Regions from separate parts of the Mus musculus genome. Here region 2 is linked to region 1. A link is a contact called in public HiChIP or PLAC-seq data. All regions are on one chromosome and are shown on one strand. The core of a region is the stretch at or near the end of the contact, and the rest is flanking DNA. Distances in the headings are between cores, read along the strand shown.

What was found. HiChIP or PLAC-seq counts read pairs in DNA pulled down with a chosen protein or histone mark.
Region 2: an H3K4me3 HiChIP or PLAC-seq map of bone marrow-derived macrophages shows a contact between it and region 1, with 2.4 times the contacts expected there. The contact joins the enhancer-like site here to the promoter of Prkcb in region 1. A contact is called at or near these places in 3 of 39 promoter capture datasets (embryonic stem cells, hippocampal neurons and neutrophils), 7 of 484 Hi-C or Micro-C datasets (LSK cells, bone marrow-derived macrophages, cerebral cortex and 4 more), 11 of 115 datasets of contacts at active chromatin or transcription factors (the 230-238 cell line, CD8 T cells, the SCID.adh cell line and 6 more) and 3 of 9 other capture datasets (adipose tissue, liver and pancreatic islet).

The regions. Positions count from the first base shown.
Region 1 is chr7:122,287,695-122,291,114 of GRCm38.p6, reverse strand. It overlaps Prkcb (protein kinase C, beta), which reads right to left and starts at 1,990. Exons shown (of 17, transcript NM_008855.2): 1 at 1,598-1,990; 2 at 571-602. The coding sequence starts at 1,770. It overlaps Gm51497 (a long non-coding RNA gene), which reads left to right. Exons shown (of 3, transcript XR_003946872.1): 3 at 1-479.
Region 2 is chr7:122,327,388-122,330,753 of GRCm38.p6, reverse strand. The region is part of intron 2 of Prkcb (protein kinase C, beta); the gene reads right to left. Among named protein-coding and RNA genes, the nearest start is that of Gm51497, 33 kb to the right of the region's middle. Within about 2 kb of position 1,378, at least 29 of the 459 cell types and tissues checked have an H3K27ac peak or open chromatin away from gene starts, as enhancers often do. A contact at or near this core is called in CD8 T cells, LSK cells, bone marrow-derived macrophages and 1 more, where this site is marked.

The DNA of each region.
Region 1 (3,420 bases), core at 741-3,240:
AGTCCTTCTTGTGCCTCCTCAGATGTTAAAAAGGGCAACCTCAGGCAGGATCCCAGAGGCACCCCATCTGGAACCACCGCTTTCAAAGAGAGAGGAGGCCCAGGGGAAACCACAGTTGCTTTTCTAGGGGGATGCGCCATCTGCAGATGGCAGCCACCTGCAAAGCAGGGGAAAGAGGCAGACCCTCCTACTGGGAGGTAAGGGAGAGCAATGAGCAAGAAAGGGCTGGAATTAGGAAGAAAGAGGTTCCCTCCACACACAAGAGTCCTTGAAGACATTTCATTTCTTAAGCAGGGCTGGCAGTCCTGAGAGAATGCTCAGATAGCAGCGGGATGGATGCACTTTTTGACTTTTAGGGCCTTCCAGGAGCTCCACTGGCCTTTCCTGGATGGTGCATCTCTGGCCCAAATACACACCCCTTAAAAGGACCCTTTGGTGGTGAAGGATTCCTAGCCTGGGAGGTCACTCTGACAGGCAGGATTACTTCACTCTGCCTAACTCGGCCACGTCTTTGAAGTCTGTATTACTCTCTCTTCCCACCATCGGCATCCACAGCGCCACAAAGCCTACCTTGACACTGGAATCCCTGCTTCCCGAAGCCCCTGTAAAAGCACAAGAGGGAGTATCAGTCTGAGGGGTCCAGTTACCAGCTAGTTTCACACAGTCGCCCTCTCCCTTCCCACTGTCCCTCTACCCCAGGGGCAACCTCCTAGCTACAGCCTGGTCTCCAAGGTGTCTTCCACCTTGGATGGGATTGGGAGGTACACTACCGGAGCTTGGCAGTAACCCCCACCTCACATCTCCCCTGCAGTACAGAGGCGACCACGACCACCAGGTGGCAGGATGCGAGGGTGCATTTCCGCCCGGGTGGGGGCGGAAGGCGGGCTGGATATTTGCCCAAGGAGATGCCGGGAGTACCCTCAAGGAAAGAGAAAAGGACCTGTCTAGGGGGAGGATGATAGGGACTTCACCACGGTGGTAACACCTGAGGGGCTAGGGGGCGGGGGGAAGGTCCCCCCATGCTTGGAGGGGCAGAGGGAAGAAAGGGGCCCTGCAGCGACTTGAGGGTGAGAACCAAGGAATGAAAGGGGTGCTCAAGACTCTGGAGGCGAAGTAAGAGATAACCCAGGGCACTGCTCTAGGGACGCAGAGGGAAGGATGCTCCACGCCCCGGGGAAGTAGAGGACACCCCAGAGAGCTGCCCCGGAAAGGAGGGGTGAGGGTGAGAGCTCCTCGAGCCCGGAAGGAGGCAGAAAGATCGGGAACCTCAGGCGAGAAAGACACCCGCGGAGCTGCCCTGCCGAGGAGGGACAGCCACACTGAGCCCTGAGCCAGGTGTCGAAAAGGCGCCTGCAGCGCTGTCCCTAGGCGCTCGGGCGACAGAGTGCAAGAGGGCAGAAGGCGCCTGGCGGCCAGCCGTCTGGGAGCAGAGAACCCAGCACCTGAGGGACTGGCCATCCGGGAGCGCAGGGCATAAGGGTCCAGCGGGATGGGGGTGATCACACGGCTCCTCCCCCCGGGGGCAACAACAGGGGTCCCCATGCGTGTCGCTGCCCTCTAGGGCCCCAGGCAGGTGGCCCGCGCGGCGCACTCTCACCAGATGAAGTCGGTGCAGTGGCTGCAGAAGGTGGGCTGCTTGAAGAAGCGGGCGGTGAATTTGTGGTTCTTCACCTCGTGCACGTTCTTCTGCCGGAGGGCGCCTTTGCGGGCGAAGCGCACTGTGCTCTCCTCGCCCTCGCTCGGCGGCGGCCCCGCAGCCGGGTCAGCCATCTTGCGCGCGCGGGGACTGGGGGGAGCCCCGAGAGGTGGCGGCCCCGGGGCGGCGGGACCGCGGGGCTGCAAGCCCGGAAAGGCGCGGGACTAGGCGGCCGCTGCTGCCGCCCGGGGACCGCAGGGCCGCGCTGCCCCTTCGCGCCGGCTCTGGCGGCGGCCGCGCGCGCGTAGCTGGGCTGTCACTCGCCCAGCTGCTGCCGCTGGTCCAGCTGTGCTTGGCACCGCTGGCCCCAGCTGCGGGGGAGGGAGGCGGAGCCCCAGTGTAACCCCGCCTCCCTCATTTGCATGAAACCCAGGCCCCGCCCAGAGCCGCCAGCTGCTTTACATATCGGCACCACCAGTACCACCAGCAGAGACACACACAGACACACACACACACATACACGTACACCGCAACCCGCAGGCCTCCCAGCCAAGTGTTCTTAGCCGCAGCGCTGCGGCGCGAGGACCGCAGTCTGCGCTGGACAGATCTGAGCCGCGCCCCTGGCACCCTGTCCTAGGCCCTGGGGTGCGTTAAGATGAGCACCTCGGTTGATCCAGCAATGACCAAACGCCTAAGGACCCAAGGGGCTCAAGGAGATGAGGGTTGAACAGGCTGGAAGCAGCCAGTTTCACCTTGGCCTCTGCAGAGACTGGTACCCAGCACCCTCCATCCATCATCCCATTGGTCATTCGGCATGCGTCTCCTGGAGGGATGGGCTTTCATTGTCACTCATCCGGAAAGGCCTGTGGCCACACACACACACACACACACACACCAAGGTCTGCAGAGGTAGGGGAGGACTATACATATATGCATATGTATATATGTATATATCCACCACAAAGACTTGTCTCCACTTGCTCGAACACTTAGAACTCTCTCCACAAAAAGACAGTTTCCCCAACCCCAAAATGGCTGGGCTAATGATGACAGGAGACAAATTTAATAAATGAGCGTTTCCCTACATTTCATTCACTTTTGTCCCTTCTGGTCATACTTGTGCAGTCTGTTAAAACAAAAGTCTATGTGATTGGAAATACCTAGGTTTGTGTGGGTTAAGATCTCCCCAGGTGCTGTCCTCACACCTGGGGCCTTCTTGTATTTGTTAGGAGAGATTTCAAATGTTCAGGGAACATTAATATCCAACGCCATACTCCCCTTGATGCCACTTGAAGGATGGGAAGATAACCAATGATACGACATTGCATGTTATATAAGGCACTGCATCTAAATCTCCCTCTGGTGTGATGCTCTACAGCCTGGGGATGAAAAATGGCATCTGACCGAACTCTTCCACACGTCCCCGGCATTGTTAATGACACCTTCATGTCTCCTGGTGTTGAGTTTAGCATCTGACAGCTCCTACAAGCCCAGTGAGCACTGCTTGAGTAAGTAACAGAATGGAAGAAGGTTACCTGTACCATGCATGACCTGTAAATGTGCAAAAATTAAAACTAAACATACAGGGTGTCAGGGAGGCTTGTGCACTGTCTCATTCGGTCACAACCATAACCTGTATAGACCAGGTAAGTTCTGTGAATAAGCAAAATTAGATGGAAGTGAGTAAGGGGTACACAGTCTCGGGGTTGTACAATGGAGGCTGTCCAGACTACAAAGTGCACTGGTGACAAAGGGTTGGGCCTCTGTAGTGGCAGAGCCTGGAT
Region 2 (3,366 bases), core at 129-2,628, 40 kb before region 1:
TCTTTCCAGTCCACAGAGATTGTTTTAATAATCACAGCTGGATGTGGTGGTACACATGTGAACTTATAATACTTAGAAGACCATAACAGGAAGACCTCAAATTCAAGGTCACCCCAGGCTATATAGTATGACTGTGTCTCAAAAATCACCATCATAAACACAATGACCCCTGACAAAGCCTGACACCACCTTCAGGTTTGCTCAACATAGGGAAATGGGGTAGAGTCCCTTGGAAGATGCCCAGGAGGGACCCTGTCTCTTGTTTACATATTTTATTATTTCTAAAAATAATATTTATTAACATGCTCAGCAGGAAAGGAACTGGAGAACAGGGAACACATAATTCTATAAAGCATGCTCTGTTATTATTCCTCAACATCTTATTTACAGCTGAGGCAAGGAAAGGGTTATAAACTTAACTAAGACTACATACACCAGTGAGAGGTAGAGCTGGGGTTCACACCAAGGCAGGATTCATCTATACTCCTCATCATTATACTGTATTAAATGTGGTGGGGAAGAGGAAGGAAGGAAGGAAGGAAGGAAGGAAGGAAGGAAGGAAGGAAGGAAGGAAGGAAGGAAGGAAGGGTATATGGCCAGCCATCTTGCTCTTTTGGTAGAAGGGCTCACACTCTTACAGAGATCACATTCACCCCACCAGCCTTTGAGAGTCTCCAGAGCCCCTGGTACAGAAAAGCTGTCACAAGGTTCTGAGCACAAGGCCAGGGCCCTTCATCAGACATGAAGTATGGTCTCCAGTAAGACCCTCCCAGACACCGAATAATCTCAATTTCTCTCTCGCCAAAGAAGGGGTTCCCTTCTTGAGGTGGCAAAAAGTAACTCCATCTTGACAAAAACAATCAAACCCAAGCCAGCTCAGGGCAGCCCAGACAGGTTGTGGTAGAGAAAAATCAGACTATGGCTGGAAGAAGGCAGCCACGTGGTGGTTATGGCAAAAAACCAATGGTGTCTGAGTCAGAGGCAGCTGGCTTTGAGGGTTTCCTCTTCCTTGGCACTAGCTAATGCTTAAAGTGGGAAATGGTCACAAAGCTATTATCTGACTATCAACAGACTCAGCTTCCTGGATGAAGAGAACACAGAAAGGAAGCAAGGGAAGAGACCCTGAGTGATCAATCCCCGTGCAGCCCATACCCCAGCCTGGCCCTAATCTGGCTCACGGGAGCATGCCCACCAACTCCCCATCTCCCAGAAGACAACTACCTCCCAATTCACAGAGACACTGGAAGAGGGTTCACAGAACTGCCTTCAGCCAAGGCCAGGCTACACACTGCTTCATCAAGTACCCCCATGACCTCACACCTAGAAAAACCCACTCTGACACAGGACCTGTCCCAGAAGGCTAGCTCAACCCAGCAAAAGTATTAATTCATTAATAAGGACACACAACCTTCTTTAGCTATGCTTTGCCATGGTCAGGTTGGGACATGGAAACAGGAAGAGAAACAGCCTAAAGGGAAAAAGAAAAGAGAGTAGAGCAAGCCAGATGACTGTAGTCAAGTGTAGGAGCGAGAGATGTGCTCATGAGAAAGCTGGATCTTGGAATGAGAAGTGGAGCTTTAGACGAACACCCTGGGTCCTGTATGATTGCTGAGATTCGAGTCAAGTCTCAACAGAAAGAAATTCTTTCCCCTGGTGTCATATATCTGTATATTTCTCAGCACGAATTTCCATTAACTGCATATCCAATGCAGCTGTCTTCAGGAACTGTGGGCCAGAGGGGCTGCAGAGGGTACAAAGAAGACCATCTCCCAACTGCATAAGAAATCCAAAATGGGTTAAGTTAGTAGTAATGTTGATAATAATCAGTGAATTACATTCCTAAAGAAATAGGAGTCTGTCCTGCAGTGCCTGGGAGGCTGAGGCAAGACAATGGAGAATCTGAGACTAGGAGGCTACAAAGGAAGGGAGAGAACTCTGGAGGGAGGAACAGAAGAAGAGAAAGAAGAGGAAAATAATGAGAAAAGGTGAAGGAAACTTGGCATCGTTTGGTTACTGCCTGGCACACAGTAGGTCTACTGAAAGAATCACTTGTTGTTTTGTTTTTATTTTTATTATTGGCTCCGTGGAGTCACACTTCACGTGTTCTATATCACGTGATCTTCACAGTAAGTCCTGAAAGGTAGACATTCTCTTTGATTGGCTGCTTAAGTCTAGAGAGATTGAATGACTTATCCAAGGTCATCTATCAAGTGGATTTGAAATTCAAATCCAAGCCTGCCCAACCACGAAGGCCCCTGTACCTAATCCTTACTCCATTACAGACAGTCAGTTATTAATATTTGCTGGAGAAATAAATGGCACCATGGACAGAGGGCTTCTAAGATATCCCACAAGAACAAGAGACAGACAAGTGCCCAGGCTCCTCCAGATACAGCGGCTGCCCAGGAATCCTGCAAGGGAAAACCAAGAGAACTCTAGCTTTCTATACAATGAAGTATTAATGTTCACAAAGGGAAATTTTAAAAGAGCAACAGAGAGGAAGTCAAGGCTGATCTGCTTTAGAAACAAAACATGTAAATCTATGAAAATACTAGCTGAATATTCACATGCCCATGTTGTGGGGAATCCACAGGATTTCCCATGAGATTTGTTTATACAGAAATGACCTGAGTATGGGACATGAATGCTGTGTCTTGAGAATGGCCTAATATCTGAGTCAGATTATGGCTCAAATCCCTTCTGGAACCTTACGTCGGTGACTTACACAGTCTAGATCTCTCTCTTCTCGTCTGCAGCAGTTCTGCCAAAATGGTGGCTAGTAGCCATGTGTAGCTACTAAGTATGTGACATTTGGCTAGCTGGACTTGAGATGAACTGTAAATATGAAATAGACACACACTTTTGAATGTTTGGTGTTGGAAAATACCAAATCATTTACACTTGATCTTAGCCAAAAGGCCAAGAATCGATACCTAATCAATCATTTTAAAATGAGAACTCTAGAGAGGGCTCAGTGGTTTAAAAATGCTATTCTTTTTTGTTTGGTTAGTTTTTGGTTTTTTGGTTTGTTGGTTTGTTTTTTGAGACAGGGTTTCTCTGTGTAGCCCTGGCTGTCCCGGAACACACTCTGAAGACCAGGCTGGCCTTGAACTCAAAAATCCGCCTGCCTCTGCCTCCCAAGTGCTGGGATTAAAGGCACGCACCACAGCTAAAAAACGCTATTCTTGCAACTCACAACCCAGTGCCTGCTGTCTGTAGCGGTGCCCTCTTCTGCCTGCTGCAGACAGCAGGCACATACATGGTGTATGTATATCCATGTAGGCAAACACTGGAGGTAAGAACAGAAGAGATCAGGTAAGGGTAGGACAGGAGAGAGTACTGGGAGAGACAAATGGAATTCGGGGA